7 separate regions of the Mus musculus genome follow, and regions 1, 2, 4, 5, 6 and 7 are each linked to region 3. The links are chromatin contacts, called in public Hi-C and promoter capture Hi-C maps. All regions are on one chromosome and are shown on one strand. Each heading gives the region's core, a stretch centred on a gene start, on an enhancer-like site or on the middle of the called end of the contact. The rest is flanking DNA. Distances are from core to core; before and after follow the strand shown.

Evidence for each region. Promoter capture Hi-C pulls out the DNA fragments that hold promoters and counts their contacts. Hi-C and Micro-C count contacts between places; a contact is called where the count stands out from the background. Capture Hi-C pulls out chosen DNA fragments and counts their contacts.
Region 1: a contact with region 3 is called in a promoter capture Hi-C map of liver, with 2.6 times the contacts expected there. The contact joins the promoter of Glmp here to the promoter of Adar in region 3. A contact is called at or near these places in 2 of 39 promoter capture datasets (both in liver) and 1 of 9 other capture datasets (liver).
Region 2: a promoter capture Hi-C map of neutrophils shows a contact between it and region 3, with 3 times the contacts expected there. The contact joins the promoter of Mex3a here to the promoter of Adar in region 3. A contact is called at or near these places in 2 of 39 promoter capture datasets (liver and neutrophils).
Region 4: a promoter capture Hi-C map of liver shows a contact between it and region 3, with 3 times the contacts expected there. The contact joins the promoter of Rxfp4 here to the promoter of Adar in region 3. A contact is called at or near these places in 1 of 39 promoter capture datasets (liver) and 1 of 115 datasets of contacts at active chromatin or transcription factors (pancreatic cancer cells).
Region 5: a contact with region 3 is called in a promoter capture Hi-C map of liver, with 2.2 times the contacts expected there. The contact joins the promoter of Iqgap3 here to the promoter of Adar in region 3. A contact is called at or near these places in 2 of 39 promoter capture datasets (liver and pre-B cells) and 1 of 9 other capture datasets (liver).
Region 6: a contact with region 3 is called in a promoter capture Hi-C map of liver, with 2.8 times the contacts expected there. The contact joins the promoter of Naxe here to the promoter of Adar in region 3. A contact is called at or near these places in 2 of 39 promoter capture datasets (both in liver).
Region 7: a Hi-C map of B cells shows a contact between it and region 3, with 7 read pairs. The contact joins the promoter of Isg20l2 here to the promoter of Adar in region 3. A contact is called at or near these places in 2 of 39 promoter capture datasets (liver and pre-B cells) and 1 of 484 Hi-C or Micro-C datasets (B cells).

Annotation. Positions count from the first base shown.
Region 1 is chr3:88,322,308-88,326,478 of GRCm38.p6, forward strand. Glmp (glycosylated lysosomal membrane protein) reads left to right here and starts at 2,716. Exons shown (of 6, transcript NM_020003.1): 1 at 2,716-2,894; 2 at 3,370-3,624; 3 at 3,808-4,005; 4 at 4,104-4,171. The coding sequence starts at 2,775.
Region 2 is chr3:88,529,196-88,533,423 of GRCm38.p6, forward strand. Mex3a (mex3 RNA binding family member A) reads left to right here and starts at 2,751. Exons shown (of 2, transcript NM_001029890.3): 1 at 2,751-3,653. The coding sequence starts at 3,200. Gm38618 (a long non-coding RNA gene) reads right to left here and starts at 2,685. Exons shown (of 2, transcript XR_867447.3): 1 at 2,162-2,685; 2 at 71-1,198.
Region 3 is chr3:89,729,094-89,732,957 of GRCm38.p6, forward strand. It overlaps Adar (adenosine deaminase, RNA-specific), which reads left to right and starts at 1,625. Exons shown (of 15, transcript NM_001146296.1): 1 at 1,625-1,745. The coding sequence starts at 1,718.
Region 4 is chr3:88,651,305-88,655,470 of GRCm38.p6, forward strand. It overlaps Rxfp4 (relaxin family peptide receptor 4), which reads right to left and starts at 1,838. Exons shown (of 1, transcript NM_181817.1): 1 at 594-1,838. The coding sequence starts at 1,838. The coding sequence ends at 594.
Region 5 is chr3:88,080,529-88,084,320 of GRCm38.p6, forward strand. Iqgap3 (IQ motif containing GTPase activating protein 3) reads left to right here and starts at 1,523. Exons shown (of 38, transcript NM_001033484.1): 1 at 1,523-1,564; 2 at 3,403-3,490. The coding sequence starts at 1,528.
Region 6 is chr3:88,056,829-88,060,602 of GRCm38.p6, forward strand. Naxe (NAD(P)HX epimerase) reads right to left here and starts at 1,667. Exons shown (of 6, transcript NM_144897.3): 1 at 1,499-1,667; 2 at 1,302-1,410; 3 at 1,093-1,203; 4 at 896-1,009; 5 at 158-305. The coding sequence starts at 1,662.
Region 7 is chr3:87,928,526-87,932,210 of GRCm38.p6, forward strand. Isg20l2 (interferon stimulated exonuclease gene 20-like 2) reads left to right here and starts at 1,789. Exons shown (of 4, transcript NM_177663.4): 1 at 1,789-2,086; 2 at 2,806-3,685. The coding sequence starts at 2,959. Rrnad1 (ribosomal RNA adenine dimethylase domain containing 1) reads right to left here and starts at 1,670. Exons shown (of 8, transcript NM_153562.4): 1 at 1,331-1,670. The coding sequence starts at 1,441.

The DNA of each region.
Region 1 (4,171 bases), core at 1,466-3,965, 1.4 Mb before region 3:
TGTCCACAGGGTGGCACATGCACCTACATTGGCAGACATGACCCTAAAGCCAAGGAGCAAGGGAGCCCAGCATTCAGGAAGCTGAGGTAGGAGGATTCTCCTGGGTCCAAGGCCAGACTGGACTACAAAGAAATGCCCTGTCTCACTGCATAAGAGCTTTTGCTCTTCCCAGAAGAAGCAAGTTCAATTCCTAGCATCTACATTTGGTAGCTCATTCTTAACTCCAGTTCCAGGGGATCCAAAGTCCCTCTTTAGCCTCCTTAGTTACTCCCACACATGCATACACACATAAATATCAGATCCTAGCCTGGTCTATATAGCCTAGTCCAGGCTAGCCAGGGCTACATAGGATTTTTTTTCCATAGGACCTATGATTTCAGTTTAGTAATTGCCATTATATGGAAACGAGTTCTCAAACAGGTGAATATAATTGATAAATCTCAGAGGTGAATATGATCTAGCATGTAAGAGCCAGGCATGTTGGTGTATACCTTTAATCTCAGCACATGGCTAAATTGATAAAGAGTTCCAGGACTACACAGAGAAACCCAGTCTCCAAGTGTGTGTGTGTGTGTATTGCAGGGTATTGCAGAGATAGCTCAGTGCTCTTCCAAAGGACCCATATTCAGTTCCCAACACCCACTGTACCTTACAGTTCCAAGGAATCGGATACCATCTTCTGGTTTCTTTTTAAGTTTAATAATATACTGGTTTCTCTTTCCTCAATTCCTATCACTTTGTTCTTCACAAAATAATTTGTAATCCCAGCAATTAGAAGGCTGAGTCACATATAAAACCTGGTTTCAAGAACAAAAACTGGCTCTTAATCTTGCCTCTCTCTTGCCTCTGCCCTCTTGCTCCCCCTCTCTCCCCATTACCTTACCCCCTTCCTCCATGTGGTCATGGATGCCTCTACTTCTCTCTCTCTGCCTTTCTCTGCCTCTACTACCCTCTTAACTCCCCTCCCCATGCACTGAATAAACTATACTAAAAAAAAAAAAAGAAAAAGAACAAAAACTGGCCTAGGTGGAGTCATGCCTGTAATCCCAGCACTCTGGAGGCAGCAGCAGGCAGATCTCTGAAAGGACAGCCTGGTCTACAGAACAAGTTCCGAATAGTCAGGGCTGGGCTATGCAGAGACCCTTGTCTCTAGGTTAGAACCTAGTGTCTAGGTTGCGTGTATAAGCTCTGTCAAAGCACTTGCTTAACATTATCATGTAAGTAATCCTGATTCTTTTTTTTTAACAAGGTCTTCTATGTAGCCCTGGTTAGCTAGGATTAAAGGCTTGTGCCAGAACACCTGGTTCAAATTTGTACTGTGCATTAGTCTAACAGATTTAAGTTGGAGATGGAGAAAATGCTCAGTAATGAAGAGCACTGACTTCTTCCAGAGGACCCAAGGTTTGATTCCCATCATCTCCATGGTAGCTCACAGCCATCTGTAACTCCAGCCTCAGAGGATCTGACATCCTCTTCTGGTCTCTGAGGACACCAGACACAGACAGACATACAGGCAAAATACTTTACATGTTAAGATTTTAGGAAAAACAGGCTGGTTGTGGTGCTCATGCCTTTAATTCCAGCAGAGGAGGTAGAGGCAGGCAGGTGGATCTTTAATAGTTCAAGGCCGGCCTGGTATGTATAAAGAGTTCCTGGACAGCCAGTCCCTGCCTACTTGGTAATCTAATAAATGAAATGCATTTACCTGCTGAACATCTCATGCCCCAGACCTTGAATTTCTGGTCTTCCTCTTCTCACCTCTTGGCTGGAATTAGGGTGTCTTGGTCCCCTTGTAGAAACAAGCCTCCATTCCTGTTTGGTTCTGTTTTCTGAGACTACCATACCTAAGGATTCTTTTATTATTCTTTTACTTTTTTTGTTTGTGTTTTTGTCTTTGTTTTTTCAAGACAGGGTTTCTCTGTGTAACCCTGGTGTCCTAGCACTCACTTTTCTCAAACTCAGAAATCCGCCTGCCTCTGCCTCCCAAGTGCTGTGATCAAAGGTGTGCGCCACCACCGCCCGGCATTCTTTTACATTTTACTGCACTTGTTTTATGTGAGCAATGCACAGAATGCATGTGTAAATCAGGTTACAGCTTCTGGCAATTATTTTTCTCCTTCTACCGCGTTGGTCCTGAATATATATCCAACTCATGTTCAGTTTAGAGCAAATGCTGAGGCATCTTGCTGACCCCCAAGGGTTCTTTTATATCCAATTCCTCTCTATATCTTTCCTTTTTTGTTTTGAAGATTTTTTTTTATTATTATATCTAAGTACACTGTAGCTGTCTTTAGCTGCACCAGAAGAGGACGTCAGGTCTCATTACGGATGGTTGTGAGCCACCATGTGGTTGGTGGGATTTGAACTCAGGACCTTCGGAAAAGCAGTCAGTGCTCTTAACCACTGAGCCATCTCTCCAGCCCTCTCTATATCTTTCTAGCACAGAGCAGTAACATACAAATTACTCTGTTAAATTGTGTGGAAATTTTAATCTGGGTTTATTCACCAGAGGTGATGTAGGTGGGGCCGGTAGGGTGTCTGCAGTAAGGTAGGAGTATGTTTGCACAGCTAGTCTAGGATGCCTAGGCCAACCTGTTGATGATAAAATACCTGTTCACCTTGAGCTTTCGGGAGGCTATTCCAACTTAAACAGATCTGGGTTAATAGAAGCGGCCCCTTTAAGAACTTTGTTGGCCCGCCCTCAAAAGGGATCAGCAGGAAAGGAGTCATGTGACTCTGAGGCTCTTCCGCTGAGTTTAACTAGCTGTGGCTGTATGTTTCGCTGTTGGGGACCTCACTGGGGCTGGGTCCCCTGTGCCCCTACCCCATGGCTCCTTTTGAGTCTACTTGTGTGTTCAGCTCCATTTGGCCTGCAGGGAGAAGAGACTCGCCAGGTAAGGGCTCTGGAACTGAAGTTATAGATGTTTCCGGAAATCCTACCTTTCTAGGATGACCGGAATCTGGGACAACAGAGGGGTGGAAGGTGGATGCAAGAGAGATAACAACCCAGAGAGCTCAGTGTGGAGTCACGAGTGATTGGAAGAATTGTGGAGGGGTCAGGCATGACTGCGTCCTGCTTTCTGACGATGTCTGAGCCATGGCTCAGCCATTGTAGCCCAGGAACAGGCAAGTTTGGGGACTTAAAAGCCTTGTTAGCTCTGAGCCCTCTGAGTAATCCTGGATCCACCCTATGTTCTCAACCCTACATCTGCCCCTGATTCCAAGTTCCCCTCAGTTTCTACATTTCCCTCTTGCCTGGTCCTCAAGAGCCCTTGCATTGCCCAGGTCCTGTCCTCCACCTACAAGCTGCAGCTTTGCCTGTGAGCATACCTGATCTTGCTCCTTCCGCCCCACTACCCCGTGTTCCAGGTATCTATGGAGGTTATTTCCGGCTGGCCAAATCCACAGAACCTGCTTCATATTCGGGCAGTGGGCAGCAACTCCACCCTGCACTATGTGTGGAGCAGCCTGGGGCCTCCAGCTGTGGTGCTGGTGGCCACTAACACCACTCAGAGTGTCCTGAGTGTCAACTGGAGTCTCCTGCTGTCTCCCGATCCTGCTGGGGCCCTGATGGTGCTCCCCAAGAGCAGCATACAGTTTTCTTCTGCTCTCGTCTTCACCAGGGTGAGGGTCTGAAGGAGCCCAGAGAGAAGATCACAAGAAGAGAGTCCATCCTACCCCCAGGGCGAGGGACGGGTTTAGCCCAGGGTGGGTGAAGTGAATGCAGTTTTGGGTGGGGTGACTGGGAGGGATATTCAAGAGAAAGCCAGAGGGAGGCAAGCCTCTTCCACTCTACCCTGTCCCCAGCTGCTTGAGTTTGACAGCACCAATGCGTCCGAGGGGGCACAGCCTCCAGGAAAGCCATACCCTCCGTACTCCTTGGCCAAGTTCTCCTGGAACAATATCACCAACTCATTGGATCTTGCCAACCTGAGTGCCGATTTTCAAGGCCGCCCTGTAGATGATCCTACTGGAGCATTCGCCAATGGCAGCCTGACCTTCAAGGTGAGGCTATGGGGAAGGAACTGGAAATGACTGATGAGGGTGGGAGTATCTGTCCCTCAAGCTCCATTCTCCCCACATGGCTTCCTTCTCCTTCCAAGGTCCAAGCCTTTTCTAGATCTGGTCGACCTGCTCAGCCCCCTCGCCTCCTGCACACAGCAGATGTCTG
Region 2 (4,228 bases), core at 1,501-4,000, 1.2 Mb before region 3:
CAGAGTAACAGGGGCAGGGGATGAAAAACCAAGGCCAACCTGCTTGATGGGACTTGGTGACAGCCTCTCATGTCTCCCTCCCTTCCCAGGGCACTGGAGTTAGGTGTATCCTTCTACTTTGGTAGTCACTGTGTGGACAGCTGAAAACAGGCACTCAAGAGTGCTTGGAGCAGACAGGGAAATGGGTCTCCCAATATGGACTTCCCCACATTCCTATCCTCAGGCCTGGGTCACCTTTCCTGCCCTGCACCCATGCATGCATAAACACACAAACACACAGAAGTATTCAGTGCCCACAGCCAATTCAACAACTCATCAGGGTCCTTGGATTCCTCAGCAGAAAACAGGAGTTGGGAGAGGAGAGGAGGGTAGGAGAGGGCAAGGAAGAGAGAGACAGGAACGAAGAGACACACACGCAGAGGCAGAGATGTACAGATAGAGAGACAGACAGACATCCTCAGAGTCCCAAGGGGACCAAAACACACCCTCCACACTCTTTGGCAGAATGGAGGGAGTGGCTTATCAGGCATCTGTCCTTAGCCCTAGGTGTGCAGGGACACCAGGGAAGGGAAGCAGAGCTGGGCCCATGTGCACAGCAGCCCAGACGGAGTGGCATTAGCCTGAACAAAGGAGGCCTGAGCCTCAGGAACAAGAGCCGTTCCCTCGCCCCCACAGCAACCGTGCATCCATCATCTCAGCACACGCCTGTTCTGTGGGTACACCTGAGTCCTTCACACACACCTTGCCCTCCAAGAGCTAGGCTCACATGGGCTCTCTTCTGCCTTGGAGGAGGTCTGGAGTCTCAGTGTGACTTTGAGTGGGGGGTGCTAAGATCCCCTGAGGACTGGTGTATCTTTGTTGTATGGGGTGGGGTGGGGGGGTGGGGGGAGATTCCAGTGGGGTGCCACCCTGCCCGCTCCACCTTCAGTCTGTCCCTTTCCCTTTCAGCAGCATCCTCTCTCCACTCATAGATTCTGCCCTTTGTTTTCCTCCCCGATCAAATCCCCAAGGCTTTTTTGGTCATTAACCTCCTGCCTTAATTGGTTTAGTGAGGAGGAAATCAGAGATGGGGCAAACTCTGGGGGGAATCTGGTTTCAGTGAGGACAGGAAAGCTGCAAACAGCTGTTAGCCCCACCGTCACCTGGTCTCCAGTAGAAACTTTCTCCAAAGAAACTCCCAGCGCCCAAGTCCAGGTTCCTGGGAGAGAGGTGAACAGGAGTCAGAAGCCTTCCTCCACTCCTGCTGGAAGGCGAGAGCATCCACTCCCATAAAGTCCTCCATGTGGGGCACCTCCTCCCCTACTCTAGCTAGCCAGGTCCCTCAGCTCAAAGTTCTCCTTCACCATCTATACCGAAGGGGGAGAGCCACAACTCTCATACCCACCGACCACTCAGCTCAGACTCCAGCCTTCCCAAATGCTGTGCAAACGCACTTTCCAAAAATCAGCTTATAAGGACCGGGCCTGAGCTCAGCCCTCCTGGCCTTTGGCCTCACTGTGCCTCCTGACATCCCCATTGTCAATCTACTGCCCTACCTTCATGCAAAACTTTTCCTCTAGACTAGCTCAGATTTCCCAAAGGAAACCCCTCGGGCAGGGGCGGGACTCCTACCCACCCAGCATACCCATCTACTGTGATCCAACTTGGGGAGGTGACTCCTTGAGCCTGACCACAAGACCTTTAGATCCCATCCCTCTCTTGAAAGAAAAACAAAAACAAAAACCAGAAGATACAGAGTAGGGGGGAAGTAAAAAAGAAAGAAAGAGAAAAGAATGCAGTACACTCTAACTCCCCTCTTAACAGTCAAATCTTAAAAGCTTATTTATGATCTCTTTCGCCATATTTCTAGGGTTAAAAGGGCTGAATTACTGGTTTATAAAGGAGGCAAAGGAAACAGCGAAATGACCGTCCTAAGGGACAAAAGATTTCCTCCACTATATTCGAGGCTCAGGTCTAAAAAAGTAAAAATAAAAAACCTGGGTTCTCAGGGGCCCCCAATCTCACTCCTGTTACTCAAGGTTCAAGGCTCCAAATTAAGCCATACGAAGCCTCTAGGACCCTTCTGGCTTCCCGGATCAGCCCCCACCCCCATCCTCTCCCTCCACGCCTCCTCATCCTCCCCGGGTCACTGCACGGACCACGGGGGCACGAACTAACTCACCTCCCAGTCGTGGCCTCTGAGATCCCGGAACTGGGGGGCTGGGGGAGGGGGAAGGGCTTGCTACCTCCGAGAAGAGAGGGAACCACATCCTCTACCGGGGGTCCCACCCCCAACCGAACGCCCCTTCCTGGCCCCCACACAGCGCAGAGACCTGCTCCTCCCACTGTAGCGGCCGCGGGCTTTGTCTGCTCCACCAGCTCTCTCCCAGAGGCCCGAGCCCGTGGACTCCGCGATCGCGCGCGGGAGGAGGGAGGGCACTGCAGCCACGAGGCCGCTCCGCCCCGGCCCTCATTACCATAAGAAAGAGGCCCGGGACCCGCGGGCAGAGGAGAAACGCCTTTCCACACCCGCTCCCTTCCCGCATACTGCCAGCTCCTAAAATTTCTCGGACCACAACTCCCAACCCACCCGAGGCTTTTCCCGTGACCAGTGGGCAGAGCCCGAGGGGCGCAATCCCCTTCTTGCCCGGGTTGAGGAATTCCTCCCCGCGCCCGAGGGCGGGAAACTACAACTCCCGGCATGCCCCGGGCGCCCCCGGCGCGCCCCCCTCCCGTCAGTTCCATGCTGCTCCATCCAGTTCATTTAAAACAAAAGAGTTTGAGCGCTGGAAGGGGCTGGGCTCTATTGGGGGCCACTGAGCGACGCTCCGGGACTGGGGCTCGGTGCGGGAACCTAAGGGGGCGTCTGCTCGGCGGAGGGTAGAGACTCTGGGTCCGAGGCGGAGGGGTGGGGGCTAGGGCCCGCAGCCCCCCACCCCACCCCGTCACCCCGGAGCGAGAGGAGATCTGCTTTCTTGGTTTTGCTTCTTTTCCCCCACCCCCACCCGGGGGCTGGGGCGAGGGGAGTCAGGTTACAGGGTGCTTGGGGAGGGGGGCTTAGGGGTGGGTCTATCTTTCTATCTCGCTTTCTTCCCCCCTCCCCAGCTCTTTGTTCCCCCTCCCCACACACCCCCTCCTCTCCTCTCCCCTCCCCTCCTCTCTCCTCTTCTCCCTTCCACCACCTCTCTCTCTCCCTCTCTCCCCCAGCTTTTGTTTCGCCATGCCTAGTCTAGTGGTATCTGGAATAATGGAAAGAAATGGGGGCTTTGGAGAACTAGGATGTTTCGGGGGAAGCGCTAAGGACCGAGGGCTGCTGGAAGACGAGCGCGCCCTTCAGCTGGCTCTTGATCAACTCTGCCTCCTGGGTTTGGGGGAGCCCCCCGCCCCCACGGCGGGCGAGGACGGGGGAGGTGGGGGGGGCGGCGCCCCCGCGCAGCCGGCCGCCCCCCCGCAGCCGGCCCCGCCGCCGCCGCCCGCGGCGGCCCCGGCCGCCCCGAGCGCGGCCCCCGCGGCGCAGACGCCCCAGCCCCCCACCGCCCCCAAAGGGGCGAACGACGCCAAGCTCTGCGCGCTCTACAAAGAGGCCGAGCTGCGACTGAAGGGCAGCAGCAACACCACGGAGTGCGTTCCCGTGCCCACCTCCGAGCACGTGGCCGAGATCGTGGGCAGGCAAGGTAAGCGGGCGTCTGGACACTGCGAGGGTTGGAGTGGGGGCTTGCTGTCCCCGGCACGGAAAGTTCATCGCTTCCTTCTTTGCGCGCCTCTGGCTCTGTCCCTTCCCGACAAAGGGGGCCCCGCCCCCTGCCCAGATTCCAAGTGCCACAAAGTTCCCTGCTACCCCTAGTCGGGACGACTCTCGGGACCCTTCCTCCCCTGGGGCTCCGCCCGTAGACAAAGAAATATCCTGGAACTGGGAGAGGAAAGGGGAGGGGGAGCTGCCTCCCAATCCCAGGGTCTGTGCGGAGGGGGTGTCGGCTCCTGGCTGGAAGGACTGACGGAATGTGCAATTACTTGGGAGCCCCTACTCTAGTTTCTGCTTGTATACTGGGGAGGGGGCACTCCTGGGACCTTCTGCTGTTGGAGTTGGGGACTCTGAGGGAGACCTAGTCCACGAAGCCCGACTGAAGAGCTGCCTCTTTGTTGGGCTGAGTGTAGGAATGAAAGGGGGTGTGGCCCAGGGGAGGGTCCCAGTCTGGGGAGAGGTGATGAGGGAGCCCTTGGCAAAGAGGGGTCCCTTGGTCGCTTACAC
Region 3 (3,864 bases), core at 375-2,874:
GCCTGCAAGCGCCAAGGGGGAGGTTGTGATACCTTATTTTAGACACAACTGAGTTAGTTATTTGGGTGGTGACTAAGGAGTAGCCCTCTGAATTGGAACCTGGCAGGAGGCTCCCAAGCTCCTAGGGAAGTAAGCTGCTTGTGACAGGACTGTCACCTGTTTGTTCCCAAGGCCCTCCAGTTGAGGGGAAAACCTGGAAAAGGTAAACAGCCCCAGGTTGCAGTGGAGGTGCCACCTAGTGAGGCTGGGAGAGTTAGGACAGTTATCAAGGGAGCGAGACAAAGTTTAGGAATGAGACTGTCTGCGGGTCCTCAGTGGATCATTAGCCCCCAGAACATTCCTTCCATTTAGAATGCCTTGGACTTGAACCTGTCTTGTGCAATACATGATTGACCTTGGTTTTGCTTGGTTTGGGACAGGAGGTCTTCTTTCAGTATTGTTACATTGTTTCCCATCTGCTGCATTTGGCTGTGGTTTTTACTTCAATTGCTGTGTAATATCCTAAGGTGGGAACATCTGCTTATTTTAGTTTGATTGCTTTCAGTGTTGTGTAGCTTATCCTGCTAAATGCATATAATGGTTAAACCATGGGGTGTGTTTCTAAGTAATGACTTCCTGCAGTGACTGGGGTTGCTCCTTCTTGGTCCTCCTATGTGCTAGTTAATGGTGCCACACTGGTGAGTGGACAAGAACACCTACTCACTGTGACCTTTCCTGAGTTTCCCTGATGGCACAAGATTGAGCTCTTTTCCTGTGTTGATTGCCATTTTTTATCCCCCCCCCCCCAAGTTTCTGTTCCGCAAATTGTTTTACTTAGAGTGCACTATTATCCACTCACCTATGACTGTCTGGGACTCACTGTGCAGGGGATATAGGCGAGAACAGCCCTGCCCACTGGAGTGCCCCCGGGAGCACTGAAGGCAGGCAGCTATACCAAACAGGGAGGACATGATTGGGAGTGACTTTTGAGCCATCCATCTTGCCCAGACTGCTACATGCTGGGGCTTCTACTTACACTGTGTGTGCTGCTGGGTGCTGACGTTGTAGCATACACTAGATGCCCAGACTGCCATATGCTGGCCTACTTGCACCATGTGCTGGGTGCTGACACTGGTACAAACGCATCAGGTACCCAGGGATATGGAAGTGGAATTCCTCTGAAGTCTCAAAAACAAAACAAGGAAAGGGGGAGGAACATTCTAGGCTAAAGAACAGAATACGTGAAGGTAAAGAATTTTATCTACAAAAAGATAGGAAGTTTGGAGCAGCCAACAGGGGGAATGAAGGACAGGCTAGTGGGGACAGGGCATTGGCCAATGGTCACTCTAGGAGTGGACAGACTTGTAAATCTCGCAAGCAGTAGGGATTAAACACGGAAAAGGAACTTCCTCACAGGGCGGAGAGGGCGCTGTTGAGTGAAGCTTTCCAAAATACCGTGAACAAAAATAAGCTTGTCAGTGAAGTAAATAGCTCCCAAGCTCTCAGAGAACGTATATAGTGCCCTGCTAGTGGAGGTGGAGTGGTGAGGAAGGCGGTGGGCGTGGACTACGGCGGCCCAGCCCTTATGGTGGGCAGGATGCTGCTGCTCGGCTACCGGGAGCAAACCCCTCCCTCCTCTTGGCCCAACAGTTGGGCGGGGAAGCCTTTTCAAGGAAACGAAAGTGAACTCTGGGGAGCCAGCCATCTTACGGCCACAGGTGCGGGCCTTGCCGGCACTATGTCTCAAGGGTTCAGGGGACCCACAGGTAAGCCCGCGGGGTCTGCACCCTCATATCTGGCTCGCGTAGTGTGAATTACGAGGGTCACGTTCTCCTTCTCAAGCCGAACTGCCAGCCCTTCTGGGGATTTCTGTTCAGTTAGTTCTTGTAGCTTTGAGCAGTCTCAGGAAGGAGGCTGGTCAGAAGATAGACCAGCGTCTAAGCCAGACAAGGACCCAGGCCGGGGCAGACACCCCTTCTCTTTCTGCTAAGACCCCTGATGCCTTGCTGAGCCGCTATAGCCCAACATGAGCAACTTTTCTCATGATCCTCTTTGCTTTTTCAACTTCCTGAGAAATTTAAATTATCTCAACTAACCAGCAGGGGGAAGTCTTTTGCTTTATGGCCAAGAAGGGTGTCTTTCTGTAGCGCACTGGGTAAGCTTCGTGGAATTCTACTTAGCACTAAAATGAACTTGTGATGTCGTACATGAGCCCCAGCTGCAACGTTCTGAACAGAAAAACCCAGATTCCGAGGATTCATGCTGTGCACAGCACTGGATCTGTCATTCTGGAAAGCAGCGGGGATGGAAACTGACCCTGTGGTGGGATTAGGACTGTTCCTTGCCTTGGTTTGACCATGCTGGTTTGTTTGCTTTTGAGGCAGTTTCTACTTGTCTTGTGTTGCCTTGATTGCCCTTGAGCAAGCCACCAGTCTTTTCTCCCTAGAGCTGGAATTGCAGGCATGTCCCACCCAGGTTTATCCTTCAAAATTTTAAAAAGCTATATGGGATGTACCAATAGCCTCACACTTGATAAGCAAATGCTCTACTACTGTGTGTGTGTGTGTGTGTGTGTGTGTGTGTTGTAATTTGGGGGGTATGATGGTACTCATGAGGCAGAGGCAGGTATTTCTGAGTCCCAGGCCAGCCAAAGCTGTGTAGATGGCCTCAAAAACACAAACCAAAAAAACCCTACTCCAACAACCAACTTTTAATGTTGCAGATGTACAGGCACACTTGTACTTCTTTCTACGACAAAGGACAGCCTCGGAACTGGGCCCTCAGGCTTCCAGGAATTTTTCTTCTTGGTCCCCTATACCCTCAAGTGTCTCACAATTACTGATTTTTATACCACACTGTGTTTTGTTTTGTTTTTCTTGGGTTCTGGAGATTCAGATTCAGGTCCTTAAGATTGTGTGGCAAACGCTTTACTCACTGAGTCATCTCCCCAGCTCTTAATGGTGTGTGTGTGTGTGTGTGTGTGTGTGTGTGTGTGTCTACCTTCCCTCAAAATATTGCAGGCATCTGACTTGAAGGAAAGCACTTTTTACATATACTACAGTATGCACCTATGGATCATAGATGGTAAAGACAAAGGACTTATCTGTTGGTCCTAGAGATGGAAGGCAGGATTAGAATGGTGTTTGAAGAGCCATGTTTGATATTATATGTTAGGATGGTAAGATTGCCAGTCACGACAGAAGGCTGTGGCCCAGCTCCTGTAGCCTTCAGGCGAGTCAGGAAGGCTGTGAGCCACGTCAGAGATAGCACTACATGTTCTGTTTCCTTCTCTGGTCCTACCTCCCCGAAATAACTGAGTAAATTCCTTAGTTTCATTTCTTCTGTGCCTATTCTAGTGTTTGTGCATATATGAACTCACTCTCTCTCTCTCTCTCTCTCTCTCTCTCTCTCTCCCTTCTCTTCCCCCCCCCCCCAAACCAGGTTTTTTCTTTTCAACAGAAGAAAGCTTAACTTACATGTACTCTACCATTTACACTTTTCACATATACAAATTTTTTGTAGTAAAAATGCAAATGTATCCAACACAGATGTTCAGAAATTGTGACTAATGTTCCACAGTGTGAGGCTGTTATAACTTATTCAACTACTTTGTAGCTACGCACATATATTTCCCAGATTTTGTCTGAAAATAGCCATTTAAATCAAGAATGTAGTTAGGGCTGGAGAGATGGCTCAGCAGATAAGAACAGTGGCTACTATTGTGTCACATTGTCCAGTTCTGGGGGGAGGTAGGGTCTCTGCCTTCTGTGGACACCAGACACACATGTGGTGGACAGACATAAATGCAGGCAAAGCACCTATACACATAAAAATAAAATAAGTGTAAGAAAAGTAATTTATCTAGAAACTGACTTTAACCTTGAA
Region 4 (4,166 bases), core at 588-3,087, 1.1 Mb before region 3:
TGCGTGGGGGGAAGATTCCAGCCCACATGCTCTGGCGCTTGGCTGAAGTGCAGTTGTACTCAGTGAGACTAGCTTCTGGTTTCTGACCCTCAGCCTACAAAACTTTTCTGTATCTCTTGACTCCCCACCCCCACGCCCAGACCCTTGTGATTGTTACCCAATCCTTGATTGAAAGGGACAGATCTATTCACTATTCTCAAAGGCTATACACTCAGGGTCTGCATCTTGTGGCAGCAAAACGACAGACAAACGTTGAAGGGGAGGCTTCTACATCATTCCTAATGGGTACCTCTAAGATGACAAAAAGCTTATTGGCCAGAGAATACATTTTTGGGTTTGGTACCAAAGAGGCATAACGGGTGCCCTATTCTAAAGTGACAGGGAGAACCGACACCTGACCTGTTAGTCTAAACCGGGTGATGGACGTTAGTTATCCTGTGAAGTACTTGCATGAAAGGTCAAGACAGTCTCTGACCGATCTGGTTTATTCTCAGTTCCTCTTTGCCATCTCCAGAGATAAGCTTTGCCACATCCACCTCCTGTTTGGACTCCAGCTTCTCCGTTCTGTCACACCCAGAGTTGGTGATCAAAGATCAGACTTCTCCTGGGGACACAGCAGCCTGACTGAGAGAGCAGCTGCTCCTCCCTAGAATCTGTGGGCTCTGCCCCTGATAGGTCTCAGAAAGGAGAGTGTTCAGGCTGCATCCTTCATCCAGGTGTTCCATTGTGTTTGTGTGTGTCCTAGAAGAGCCACTCTCCTGGGTGCTGGCTACCGTTCTCCCGCCTACCTCCTTGAGGGCCATTTGTTCCATGCAGGCCTTCCTTTGAGGCCACAGTCTTGACCAGAGAGCTCTGAAGGAGCTGACAAGAACCTGCTGGGGCTCCCGCCGCAGGAGACAATAGATCACAGGGTTGAGGCAGCTGTTGCTGTGGGCCAAGCAGGTGGTGATGGGAAGGATGTAAGTATGAAAGGTGTAGAAAGTACTGTCCCAGGGCACCAGGTCAAACCTTACCAGAATTTCCCAGAGAGTGACTACATGGTTGGGAACCCAGCAGAGGGCGAAGGAAGCCACCAGGACACGGACAGAGCGGGCTACCACTCGGCTGTCCTGCCATTGTCGTGGCCTGCATCTTTGCTGCCGCTCTAGAAAGGCCAACAGCAGCAGGTAACTGGTGGTAATGACTCCCAAGGGCACGATGAAGGCCAGAACTACCCTCTGTAGCTGGTAAGCTCCCAGCCAGTATCTGCTGGGGAAACGCAGAAGACAGAGGCACACGCCCCACAACTCAACTTCAGCCCCAAAGATTGCTGTGGGCACAGTCACCAGGGCAGCTGCCACCCACACTGCCAGGGTGACCACACGGGCCCAAAAGACTGAGAGGTGACTACCTGGTCCCACAGCCATGGCTACCACCCAGTATCGCGCGATACTCAGTGCTGTGATTAGGAAGGTGCTGGCATAGATGCTGAGGACGGTGGTGGTCAGGACTACCTTGCAGAGGGCACTTCCGAAAGGCCAGTGGAAGTCCATTGCTGACTCGGTTGCCCAGAAAGGGAGAGTAAGGGCCAGCCCCAAGTCTGCTAGAGCCAGGCTGAAGACAAAGGTATCAGAAGACAGGCCGGGCACACGCTGACCACAGTTACCTAGAACCCACAGTACGGCCAAATTTCCCAGCAAGCCAATGATACCTACAAGTCCATAGGCCAGTGCAACCATGATCCTCAGAACAAGGAACTGGACAGGCATGGCAGCACCGTCAGTGCTCAGCACGCTGTCTCCAGAGCCATTGACCCAGAAGAGGGTGGGCAGAGAGGCAGAAGAATTGGATGTGGCCATCGCAAGACCGCGGAGGTTGCTAGAGCACAGCAGAGCAGAGGAACCAGGGAGTGCCCGCCTTCCGGCCTGGCAAGCAACCACCCGCCGCCGCTGTTGTCTCAGGAGAGCTCTTAGAAGAGCCCTTGGAATCTGGGTGTTGGTCTAGAGCTTCGGGTTGTAAGAGCCCCTGCCCATGCTCACACCTAAGAGGGACAGGTGTGGGTAGAACAGCCTGCTTCTTCCCAGTTGGACAACCGTGGTGGGTGGGGCAGTGCAAGGGAGGGCTATGTTCACACTGTCAACATGCATGTAATAGGGAAGGAAAGGGAAACAGTAGAGATGTGGAGCCAAACCAGAAGACGCTTTTTCTCTCTCCCCGGAGTGCAGAGAGCTCTCTGAGAAAAGGAGAGGTGTGAGGAGAGGTTAGGGAAGGAATATGGCATTAGAAAACCAGACTGGGAGTCAGAAAAAGAGAGAGGAACACACATCACTCAGAGTCCCACAGTTGCTGTGCCTTTCCTGTGTCTCTCTGATTGGGGCCCTGTGCTGCTTTGCTTAAAATGTTAATGGGGGCAGGCCAGAGATCGGGGCTGTTTGGGGAAAGGGGCCTGCTGCCAAGCCTGGTGATTTGAATTCAGTCTACAGGATCTGCATAGGAGAAGGATAGACATGCCACTCACAAGCTGCCCTTTGACCTCCACACTCATCTCACACACACACACACACACACACACACACACACACACACACAATTCTCCCCCCAAAAGTGTTAAGAAAATATACAATTCAGCGAGATGCCAAAGAGCTGTGGTCACTGCTACCTGCATGGCTGAGGCAGCTGGATCACCTGATCACCAAGGCCAAACTTGGCAGTACAACAAGGTATAATCTATATATAAATAAATACGCCCGTGGAGATGGCTGTCCCTGGAACCTGCCTACATAAAGGTAGGAGAGGACAGGCATCCCGGGGTTGTCTTCTGACTTTTATACATGCACAGTAGTATGTACCCCCCAGCACTACTAAATCTTCAAAATAAGATTAGATGGTGACAGGCTTAATGGTTTGCTGGCACACCCAGCCTGGTCTGTCTACTGAATTCCAGGCCAGACAAGGTTAGGTTCTGAAACCCTGTCTCAAAACCAAACCAAACAAGTTTGGGACTAGATATCAAGTACCTGCTTGTCGGCCCTGACAATGTGCACTGGGTGGTCAGGATCCACAAGGTGGGAGGAGAGAACAGATTCCTGAAAGTTGTCCTGACATTTGCCTGCATTCAGTAGCATACTGAACATCCATGCTCACACAGGCAAATACTATTTAAATAGTTTTAAATTGGGGCTAGAGATACCTAAGGAGTTAGTATCTTGCAGATGACCTGCGTGTGGTACCCAGCACCCATCTAGTATCTCACCGTCATCTATCACTCCAGTTCTAAAGAATTTGACCCCCTCTTTTGGTCTCCACTGGCTCGAATGTGCTACATGTCCATACGTGCAGACATACATATAAATAAAAATTCCTTACAGAAGTTAAATCAGATGAAGATAGTCCGTTGTTCAGGGAGCTAGCGTGAGTCCATACCTTGTTCTTTGCATGATGACTGTCATTTCAAGGGGAAGTTTGGAGCATTGGTCATGGAAGGAAGCAGGACAATGAACAGCTGTTATCATGCCAAGGGAACACTGCCAACTAAAACACAGGTCAGAATTCAGTGCAGTACCATGTGACCTTGATGCTAAGAAGGGGAAAGAAATGAGACGGAGGAAGTTGCAGTTCCCTGTATACCCCTTCTGGGCACATTGGACTTGTGAGGCCATAGGTGGATGACCACGGCCACACCTTCAGGTCTGCTCTACATCCCTGAACAGTCCTGCCAACCTGTCCCACCCCCACTGCCACTCCATTTTTCTGGTGTACTCAGAGCCCCGTCATATCCACATTCCTCCATATCCCAAGCCTCACTGTAGAGTTCTGGAACCTGAGAAAAGCCTTTACCACACCTCATCCTGTCTCCCCATGAGCTCAGTCTCAGCTGAAGACCGTCTCTAATGGCATCATCTCCTTTCTCTCCTCACATCTCTCTCCACGGCAGGAGCTTTGGGAGAGAGCATGGACTGGGGAGGTAAGAGTGAGATTTTTTTTTCAAGGATTCTGAGAGCAGTTCGGCACTCTTCTGCTGGTTAAGGAAGTATCTGGTACTCGGTTGTCTTGGGGTGCTGGGGGTGGGGTCAGAGAGGCATTTCAGAGAAGCTCTAGCCCATATGAGAACCCCAGACGTGAGAGAGTTGCTTTCTGGGAAACAGAATGTTGGGGTTTTGAGCAAGAGAGAGGTGGGATGAGGTTGG
Region 5 (3,792 bases), core at 273-2,772, 1.6 Mb before region 3:
GGGGGAATCTATAAGATGCCTGTATTAAAGGATCAGAAAGAATGGCTCCAGAAGTTAGAGAGACAAGAGGAGCTAAATAAAGAATCCAAGGCCAGATGGATTCACAGACGAATTCTACCAGACACTCAAAGAGGATCTATAGCCAGTCCTTCACTATTACAAAAAAGAAAAAAGAAAAAAAAAGAGCTTGCCTGTGAGAGATTATCTTGGCCATGTTAATTGATTAGGTAGACCCTTTTTAATTGTGGGTGGGGCCATTCCCTGGACAGGGGACCCTGGAGTATACAAAATGGAGAAAAGGAGCAATTTCATATATGTGTATAAAGTGTTGTCATATTTATTCCTCATATTGTGTCATTTGAAATATTTCTGTATAGAAGGAATATTATCTCTATAAATAATCTTCACATTGACTTTGTTAGTTGTGTAGGAAGTCTTTTGTTTGTTGTTTGTTTTTCAAGACCCTGTTTCTCTGTGTAGCCCTGACTGTCCTGAAACTTGCTCTGTGGACCAGAGTTGGCCTCAAACTCACAGAGATCTTCCTGCCTCTGCCTCCCCTAGTATTAAAAGAATGTGCCACTCCAGGAGAAGTTTTTTTTTTTTTTCTTTTAAAGATTTATTTATTTATTTATTTATTTATTATATGTAAGTACATTGTAGCTGCCTTCAGACACACCAGAAGAGGGCATCAGATCTCATTATGGATGGTTGTGAGCCACCATGTGGTTGGTGGCTCAGAAGAGCAGTCAGTGCTCTTAACTGCTGAGCCATCTCTCTTTTTTTTTAAAATGACTTATTTAGTTACTTTTATTTTATGTGCATTGGTGTTTTGCCTGCATGTATGTTTGTGTGAGGATGTCGGACCCCCTGAGGCTGTAGTTGGGACAGTTGTAAGCTATTATATGGATGCGGGGAATTGAACCCGAATTCTCTGGAAAAGCAGCCCGTGGTCTTAACCGCTGATCCATCTCTCCAGCCCCAACCCTTAGCTGGCGATTTCAACCAGACTCCATGGTGGCGGGACCTCCTTTCCCTTCCCACACCCTTTTAATTAATCTGTTTTTCTGTCCTGCTCAAGATCAGCTGAAGCCTTCACTAGGAAGGTCTCTGCCTCCACTGCAGTGGATCTTTCCCTCTGTGCGGCATAGACCTCCAAGCTTTTGACTGTGCTATCTGTTGTTGCTGTAACAGCACTAGTCTAGAACATGTATATCCCTGCATTTGTCATCTAGTTCAGAGTAAAACACCAAATAGCACACAGGGAGGCCCAGGAATTCTATAGGAAGTAGGACAGGTTAGTGAAAGGAAGGGCAGCTGCAAGGACTATTTGTTAAAAAGCCAGATGAGCAGCGGGGCCTTAGAGAAAGCAAATCAAGAAACTGACCTAAGCTAGCTCACGATCTCTAAGAGGAACTACAAAACCCAGGGTTCCCTGCGGCACGAACGGGAAGCGTCCCATCCCGGCGTGACCGCAGTGAGGGGTGGTGTCCCAGCGGCGGGAGATTCAAAACTGGCAGGAGAAGGAACATGGAGCCGTGCGCGGCAGGCCGAGCTCGGACAGCCTGTGAGTGCGGGAAGGATCTGAGGGTGGAGCGGGGTGCTGCTGGCGGGGCTTGGTTTTCGCGGGATTGGCTGCCCGGAGCACTGCTCCCCCGGGAATTCGCCGAAGTGTGCTCCAGGTAACTGAGCTGCAAACCCTTCAAAGGGCGCACTCCCTTTTTCCCAGTTTCTGGGGCTCCAGGGTGGAGGAGTCTAGATGATCTAAATGGCCCCTTAAAACTCAGCAGTTACTGTATTTGCCAAAAAGTGCCACGGGACGGGATTCCGCATTGAGACGCTGCCTCCCAAATGACTTGACGCCTGATCACCTGGACGCTTTTTTAAAATGCAGAACCCGGAGGGCCGGTTTGGCAGCGCACTCCAGTAATTCCAACAGTTGCAAAGTGGAGGCCGAAGGTCAAAAGTTCATGGTCATTGTTAGCTACATAGTATAGAGAGGACAGCCTGGGCTACCTGAAACATGGTAACTCGGGCTGAGAAAAACTCGGGTTGGTGGGGAGGGTGGAAAGGATTCCACCTGACCATCTGAATGAAAAACAATGTCCATCCACCTCATGAAGGAACGGAAGCTCCAGGAAACCTGTTTGTTTGTTTGTTTGTTTGTTTTTGAGACACTCTGGTATGTGGGCGTGTGTGCAGGCAGGAGGCTAGCGCCTCCCTTGCTCAAGGCCCCTCCCATTCCACCTCGCTGAGTTCCCAATTCATAACTCTGAGGTGATGTCACTCACTTACTGGTTTATTTTCCATGCTTCAACAACCAACTCTTGTTCCTTTGTAAACTCCCTCAGAGCAATCAGGGGATTTTTCTGCTGTTGGCCAGCACTTTCAAATCTGTATTTGGAAGCGTGTGTCTGTTGAACTGCCAATTCAAATAAGCCCAGCCCTTCCTGAAGTCATACTGCAGGATATCCAAGATGAGGAAATGGGATAAGGAATAAAAATGACTGGAGTGCCCAGTCAAAGACAGAGAGACCATGCTGTCTCTTGCGTATTCTCTGAGCTCGGTTGTTCGTTGCTCCTGTGCGCAGCTGTCCCGTGTTTATGTTTATAGTGTGTTCCCCATGAAAAACATAGAGAGGTAGTAAGACTGTGGCTAAGGCAAAATAGGAGTACTCCGTAGCCCAGAAAGGTCTGGCATGAATGAATGACTGCGCTAATGGTTGATGATGTCAGCCATGCTCCCAAGGATGACAGTGAAGGGGGTTCATGAGAAAGATGGGAAGATGACTGGCTGCATAGGAGACAAGGAAATGTCTCTGGTACAGAAGGCTGCAGGATGCTCCCTGATAATGGGTACACTGGGAAGAACTGGGGCACGGAGAGGGTTTCTGTGCTCTGAGGGGACTGCTGAGGGAATATGTTCAGAGCTGAGGTCCCTGTCTTGGTTTTTGGTTTTTTTATGATCCATTTTTATTTATTTTTTATTTTTTGGTTTTTCGAGACAGGGTTTCTCTGTGTAGTCCTGGAACTCACTCTGTAGACCAGGCTGGCCTCAAATTCTTGTCTCTGAAGATTTTTTTTTCTTTCTTTTTTTGTTGAGACAGGGTTTCACTGTATAGCCCTGGCTGTCCTGGAACTCACTCTGTAGACCAGGCTGGCCTTGAACTCAGAAATCCGCCTGCCTCTGCCTCCCGAGTGCTGGGATTATGGACATGCACCACCACTGCCCAAGATCCATTTTTATTTATGTGCACGTGTCTGTGTGAATATACACCTTGTGTGTATGGGTGCCCACAGAAGCCAGAAGTGGGCATTGGTAGTTGTGAGCTGCCCAGCCCAGCGTGGGTGCTGGGTTTCCTATCTAACGCTGCATTCCTTGCCTTGTCTCCCCTCACGATTTAGATGAGCGCCTCACAGCTGAGGAAATGGATGAGCAGAGGCGACAGAATGTCGCCTATCAGTACCTCTGCCGGCTGGAGGAAGCCAAGCGGTAAGCAGGGTCCACTTCTCCTACCTGATTCCAGTCACCTGTCCCCAGAGCAAATGCAAACAGACAAGGGGCTGTGCTGCTGGAAAGGGCAAGTTAAAATAGTTTTGTCTAGCCATGCATGAGACCACACCCCTGTAGTCTCAGTGCTTAGGAGGTAAGAGGATTAAAAAAAAAAAAAAATCAAGGTCAGCCCAAAGGAGGTGGCTCAGTAAAGTGCCACTACTGGGGAGGCAGAGGCAGGCAGATCTCTGAGTTCAAAGCCAGCCTGGTCTACAGAGGTCCCTGACAGCCAGGGCTACACA
Region 6 (3,774 bases), core at 417-2,916, 1.7 Mb before region 3:
AGGGAAAGCCCTCAGTCCCATGTACTATCGGGCTCTGGTTTTCCACAGGGCCAGGCAGCATGAACTTTGCTCCCCAGCCCTAATGTGGGACAGTCCCCTGGGTACCAGCCTTAGCCAGGTTTGAGCACGAGTCTCCCAGCCACCTGAGTCTCAGCACCTGAGGGAATGTCGATGCTAGCAATGGGCACAGTGAGTCCACTCAAGACACTCAGGATGCTGTGGAATGGCTCCCGAACGTCACCCTTGAAACTGAAGCCGAAGATGGCGTCCACCACCAGCTCATACAGCTCGTCCACCATCATGGGCTGGGAGCGTGAGGGAAGGGGAAAGGATGTCAGGAGCTGCTGTCACCTAGGGAGGCCTGTCCCTGCACCCACTGACCACAGAAGCATGTATATAACTGGTTCCTAAGGCACAGTAAAGAGGAGTTGCTCATTCAGGACAGTCTGAATCCAGGCCTGAGTACCTACCTGCCTGTCACTGGTGAGAAGGGGTGACTGCCAGTCTCAGGCTTCCTGACACTGGAAGCCAGAAGAGACTAGTTCTGTTCTGCATATCAGTGTCTTCATCCATAGAATAAGCTGGGGCTTTCTGGTTTTTGTTTTGTTTTAATTTCTGACTTCCCACCCTTTAATCCATGCATCTACAGAAAAGGTTCAGGATGAGGCCCTGAGGGCCAGATTATTGTTAGATGCATGTTGTGGGAGTTGTTTGGCTGCAGAATAGGAGTGCCTGGAAAGTCGTGGAGCACACAGTCTGGAGGGGCTTCTACACCACTTTTTTTCAGAGAACACTTTTAGGGCAGACAGACACTAGGCAGGCCAGCTTGATCTGAAAATGGGAAGGGCAGGACAGGGGCAGTACTTACTGTAGAAACAGGCATCAACCCACCTACCTCTGGGGGCATTTCACCAAGGAAAGGAATGTCCATTTTCTGACACTGAGTCACTAGCCCAGTGAAGAGGGGCTTGTTAGGTCTTTTGGGGTAATAGATAGTTGGCTGGTAACCCTAGTTGAAAAGGAAAGTAGCCATTCAATCTCCGATCCCGAGTCTTCATACCTTGCCACAAAAAACTCCGTTCACATACTTACAAAAAGTTTGAGGTGTCGCGCACAGACCAGCCCATCCCCTCCGTTATTTCCGGGGCCACAGATGACCAAGACAGTCGGGGGACTCTTGGACATAGACGTGGGGGGATAAGCCTGAAGGCAGAAGTGCAGAGGGCAGTCACCGCTGTGTGCGCCACCGCCGGGGACCTCCCCACCTGCACCTCACTGAGGTTTCTCGCTGTGCCGCTTACCTTGGCAATAGCCGTGGCACAGCTCAACCCGGCCAGCTCCATGAGTTGATCCACGCTGAACTGATACTCGTTAAAAAGCTCTTGGTCCACGGCCTGAGCCTCCTCCTGACTGAGGGAAGTCCTGGCCTGAGTCCGCCCCTGGGGTGCTGGGGCCGCGGCCTGCCCTGCCCCGCCCCCGCGGGAGAGGGCGGCCGTACCTTAAGTACTTCACCGCAGCGCCCGCCATGGTCTCCGAGCCCCGGCGCTGTGTTCCCCACCAGATGGGCCTTGCACGACACACACTCTGCTGGCTGATGACCCGTGGCAGGCGCGAGCCCGCAACCAGCAGCCCCAGCCCCAGCAGCGTCCGCAGCCCGGACATTCGACTAGCAGAGCGCCGCTCGCACGGCGCATGCGCAGGGCCCGCCCCGCCCCAGAGCCTCTGCATCTAACCGTCCGTTCCTAGTCCCAGACTATCAGGCGTTCCGCCCACCTTCGTTCCGCCCTGCGTTCTCACCTTTCCCCGGCGTCGCAGAGTTCCAAACAGATGTGCTTCGCTCCCTCTGCAGTCCTGGCTGGCCACCATCTTGAAGCAGTTCTGTTGCCTCCTTGCTGAAAGGTGTGATTGCACGCAGTTTTTTAAAAATTAGTATCTTTGACCTCTCGCTGCCCCTGCTTTTTACAGGGTTTCTCTGTAGCCCTGGCTGTCCTGGAACTCACTTTGTAGACCAGGCTGGCCTCGAACTCAGAAATCCGCCTGCCTCTGCCTCCCAAGTGCTGGGATTAACGGCGTGCACCACCATGCCGACTTGTTTGTTTTTAACATTTAAAAATGCAAGGGTTGGAGGGAAGAGGCATGCACGTGCCTTGCTGCACATATAGAGGTCAGAGGACAATTTCTGTGCATCCGATCTCTCCATCCAAAGAGTAAGATCCGAGGATCAATCACAGGTTGTCAGTGCCCTTGCTCTTCAAGTGGTTTTGTGGACCTCTGCCCTGTCTGTTTTACTTATGTAATGTAGAAAATAGAATTTTTAAGGCTGTGATAGTGGCAGGAACTTTAGATTACTCCGGTAATTGTACTTCAAGTCCAAGGTTCTGTGGTCTTACGCAGGACCTCACCAGCTTTATTTTTCTGATTTCACTAGCATGTGAGTTACTCAAGGCTCCTTACAGATTTGCTGGAAAATATTTAGTTAGTTTATTTTTGGTCAGCTGATTTTGTTTTCAGTTGTTTCAGAGTATGGGTATGTGCGGTCACACAGGTGCCCTCGGGAACCAGAGGTGTCAGGTCCCCAGAACTACAAGCAGTACAAGCAGTCTCATGTGGCCTAGGCTGCCTTGGATCTTATGTCTTACGTTGCAAAAATGGCTTTAAATCCCTGATCCTCTGAGATTCTGGGTCTGAGCCACTGTAGCTGGCTTTATTTAAGTTTAGTGTTTGTTTGTTTGTTTGTTTATGTATAGGTTGTGAGCCATGTGGTTGCTGGGAATTGAACTCAGGACCCCCTGCTTGCTCTTGGCCCTCTTGTTCCGGTGGAAAGCTTTATTTATTATATGTGAGTACACTGTAGCTGTCTTCAGGACACGCCAGAAGGTGTCAGATCTCGTTACGGGTGGTTGTGAGCCACCATGTGGTTGCTGGGATTTGAACTCAGGTCCTCTGGAAGAGCAGCCAGTGCTCTTAACCACACTGAGCCATCTCTCCAGCCCTGAAGATTCATTTCTAAAACACAATGTGAAATATGTTTATTTGGCATAGATAATATGTTAAGCACTTACACATACCAGGTGCTAACATGAACCACCTCACTTCATAGCAACCTTAGTATTCCCGTTTCAAAGATTAATTAAAAAAGAAAAAAAGGAAGACCTGCCCACCTGCCCAGTGATAATGATGGCTGGTGGTGGAGCTGGGATCTCAGCAGGCTGACCTTACAGCCTTCTGCAACTTATCCTGTTGATTTCATTCTGATGGGCTGTGACTATAGAACAATACAGAAAATATCCCATCCACAGAACTCAGGAGACAACCAATGAGAGCTGTTTCTACAATCGCTGCCTCCCCTTTATTGCCAGCATGCAACCTTTCAGGTTTTCTTAATTCTGCCAAACCCCTAGTGTATTTTTAGCCTATCATAGATAAGAATATTCAATCAGATTAAGGAGGTTGGCTAGGGGCCTGACGCAATAGCAACATTCCTTTTTTTTTTTTTTTTTTTTTTTTGGGTTTTTCGAGACAGGGTTTCTCTGTATAGCCCTGGCTGTCCTGGAACTCACTCTGTAGACCAGGCTGGCCTCGAACTCAGAAATTCACCTGCCTCTGCCTCCCGAGTGCTGGGATTAAAGGCGTTTGCCACCACGCCCGGCAATAGCAACATTCTTGTGTGGCAGACACCATCATTTGCTCCTCTAAACCCATTCTCCTTCCCTAGCAGATCCTGATATTCATATCTTTGTGGAGTGGCACAACAAAACCCAGCATTCTTCCGTC
Region 7 (3,685 bases), core at 539-3,038, 1.8 Mb before region 3:
TTCTTTTCTTTTTTTAAATCATGCATCACTAGCATGATCTCACCACAGCATTAACAGGTAACTATTTAGTAACCTGCTATTTTATGGTCCAGACAGCTGTGTATTTTAATTCATTCATTTGTTCTTTTAAAATTCTGGGGCTGTGGGGGCCAGGTATGGTGTCTATTATTAAAGGATCCCAGCACTCAGGTGGCAAAGGCCAGAATATCTCCATGAGATATTTCAACATAGTGAGTACCCATCTGAAAATAATGAACTAATTAAGGAGCAATTAAAAGCCTTGTTAGGAAGCCGGGCGTGGGCGTGGTGGCGCATGCCTTTAATCCCAGCACTCCAGAGGCAGAGGCAGGTGGATTTCTGAGTTCGAGGCCAGTCTGGTCTACAAAGTGAGTTCCAGGACAGCCAGGGCTATACAGAGAAACCCTGTCTCGAAAAAACAAAAAACAAACAAACAAAAATGCTTTTAACCACATAGCCATCTTGTTAGTCCTAGACAAACATTTACCCTAAAACAGCGGTTCTCAACCTGTAGGTTGGGACCTCTTTGGGGGTTCACACTTCAGCTATCCCGCATATCAGGTATTTACGATTCATAACAGTAGTAAAATTACAGTTACAGAGTAGCAACAAAAGATACTTTTATAGTTGGAGATCACAACATGAGGAACTGTACTAAATGGATGGATGTAGGATCACGAAGGTTGAGAATCACCCCACCCACAAGCCTTGCTGGTGCTCTTCTGTGTGTGTGGGGGGGAGTTGGGGGGAAATGAGACATGTCTCAACACTCGTTAAGCTGGCTGCAAGTCAAGACAATTCTGCCTTAGTCTTCTGAGGGGCGAGATTACAGAAAGGTAACTTTATGTATGTCTGCCCTGTTTTGTTTCCCTCCCCTCCTTTTTTAAAGTAACATCGTCCAGTCCAGGCTGCCCTAGAACTTGTTTTGTAGCCCAGGGGAACCTTTTACTCCCGATTCTCCTGCATCTACTTCTTAGGTGACAGGATTACAAGGGTACACCACATTTGGCCAAGCACTTCCTCTTCCCCAACCCACTCTTTATTGCCTTTAGTGGAGGATATCCTATGGAACATCTCGTTTCTCGTATGTTTCTATGCAACTGTAGCATGGCCAAATGTTGGTTGTGGGGTTTCAAATGAAACAAACAAAACTTAAGTATTAGAGTCAGAAGGCTGGGTGAAAAGTATTCTAGTAGTCAACGCGTTCCTTATTAGGAAGAGATAAAAGCTGTCTCCACATTTTCTCTGCAGTGGGCTCCTATTCACCCCCCGCCCCCCAAGAAGCACCCCGCCCTCAGCCCGGTGGCCTCACGATGATGTAGGCGTCCAGGATGGAACGGTAGTGAGCTAGGACGCGGGTGAGGTCCACAGCCAGTTGCCTTCTCTCCTCATGCGAGAGGCCATGGGCTGAAACGCCCCGCATCCTGTGGCGTGAAATGTCGGTGCAAGGAGGGAGGAGGTGAGGAGACACAAGGTCGGTACCACGAAACCATGCAACCCAAACCGGACTCAATTCTGCACGCCCGACGCAAAGCAAGAACTCCGAACCCGCCCGACGACACCTCTCAGGGCGATCCCGTCCTATTACAAATCCTTAGAACAAGGCGCACTTGCCCAACGTCACGACTTCCACTGGGCCAAGCCATTTGCGCAGCCGCAGGGGACTCGGAGACGTCACAGAAGCGCGCCCAGCACCAGCTTACGGCGAGGGGGTCAGCTGCAGGTCCCACCCTCCCTCCCGGAAGTGGGACCACGGTTCCGGCGCACTCTGTTCCGCTTCCCGCGGCCCACCACCTTCGAGTTGTACCTCCACGGGGCCCGAGGGGCCGGGGAGCGCATCCCGCCCCCGCCCCCACCCACGCCGCCGCCGCCGCCACCGCCGTTCCCGCTGCTCACGCACTCCGAGTCGCTGGCCTCGCTGCCTGAGGTGGGGGCGCTGCGGGCGCGTGCGCGCCGGCCGCCTTCCCGTTGTCGCCCGCGTTCTTGCCGTCCCGGCATACGTCGGCGCGCGCCTGCGCCTGCATCCGGCTTCGGACGCTTGCGATCTTAGTGGGGAACCAACTTGGAGGTAGGTGTATAGGGTGTTCGGGAATAGTTCGTGGATCGTCAAGAATGTGGTGGCCGAGGTGGCTGGCCCTCCACTGTGTCCTTACTGTGGGAGACAGGTAAGGTATGTGAGGAGATCGCCCCCACGTGGAGCCGAGGGAGCGCGACACCTGGATTTGGTCTTCATTTCGTAGCACGCTGAGAATTCCTGGGTGATCCAGAGGGTATTTGTGTTGTTTCTTCTCACCACTGGTACTTAAAAGTCTCATCTGACGCCCTTGTTTTGACTTCATAGACATGATAGAGTCGATCTCCGTGGGTCCCACATCTTTTTATCCGCAGCCTCAGCACCCTCATTTTATGTAATTAGATTTATTATTTGTCTGAGTGTTTTGTTTGTATTTATGTATGTGTATCGTTTAATTGCCCGGGGCCTGCAGAGATCGGAAGGCATCTAGTTTTTTCTGAAGCTGGAGGTACAGATGCTGTGAACTACTACAACGTGGGTGCCTGGAACTGAACTTAATATCTCTGCGAGAGCAACAAGGTTATAACTACTAAGGCGTTTCTCCAGCCCCAGCATCTTTAGTTTTTAAAATGGCACAGAGATCCGGAGAAGGGAAATAACCCTTTTAAGACCAACCTAAAGGTGAATTGTGGAGGCTTCAGTAGTTAGCCGGGCTTTGGGGCTTGTGGAAGTTATCACTTATGTCTTCCAGAACTGATCTTCTTTTCTCTCAGGCCTATGGTGCGGGAATCAGGATTACTTTGTCCCCAAGGCTGATTGCAGACCTCCACATGTTGAACTATGGGATTCCACAGAGGATGAGCCTCTCATCCTTTTGCTATCAGTGAGCCATTCTTCCCAGCTTCCTCCCACCATCCACTGATCTCATGTCTACCATACTCCTGAATTTAGACTTTGGGCAACCTTCGAAAAAGGCATTTGGAGGAAATGCCAAACATCAACGCTTTGTCAAGAAGCGAAGGTTCTTGGAACAGAAAGGATTTCTGAATAAAAAGAACCAACCCCCTAACAAGGTGTCTAAGTTGAACTCAGAACCTCCAAAGAAAGGGGAAACTTCAAGAGTAGATGGCATTTTGAAGATCCTTCCATGCCCAAAGAAGAAAGAGGCAGCTGCCTCCAAGAGGGACTCAGAGCAGTCCAAAGACAAGAAAGCACCATTGTCTTGGCTGACCCCTGCTCCTTCAAAGAAGACTGCTTCTGTTGTGTCTAAAATAGATTTGCTAGGGGAGTTTCAGAGTGCCCTTCCAAAGACTAAGAGCACCCAGAAGAAGGGCTCCAAGAAGAAGTCCTTGAAAAAGAAAATTGCTACAGAGAACTCCACCCAAGCTCAGTCAAAGGATAAAGGCTCCAAGAAGAAGCCCTTGAAGAAAAATGCTGTACCGAACTCCACCCAAGCTCGTTCTGAAGATAAGTGCCCTACAGTCCCCCAAAACTTGCCAGGGAAGATGGTGGCAATAGACTGTGAAATGGTGGGCACAGGACCCAAGGGACGCGTTAGTTCCCTGGCTCGATGCAGCATTGTAAATTACAATGGTGATGTGCTGTACGATGAGTACGTCCTCCCCCCCTGCTACATCGTCAACTACCGGACCA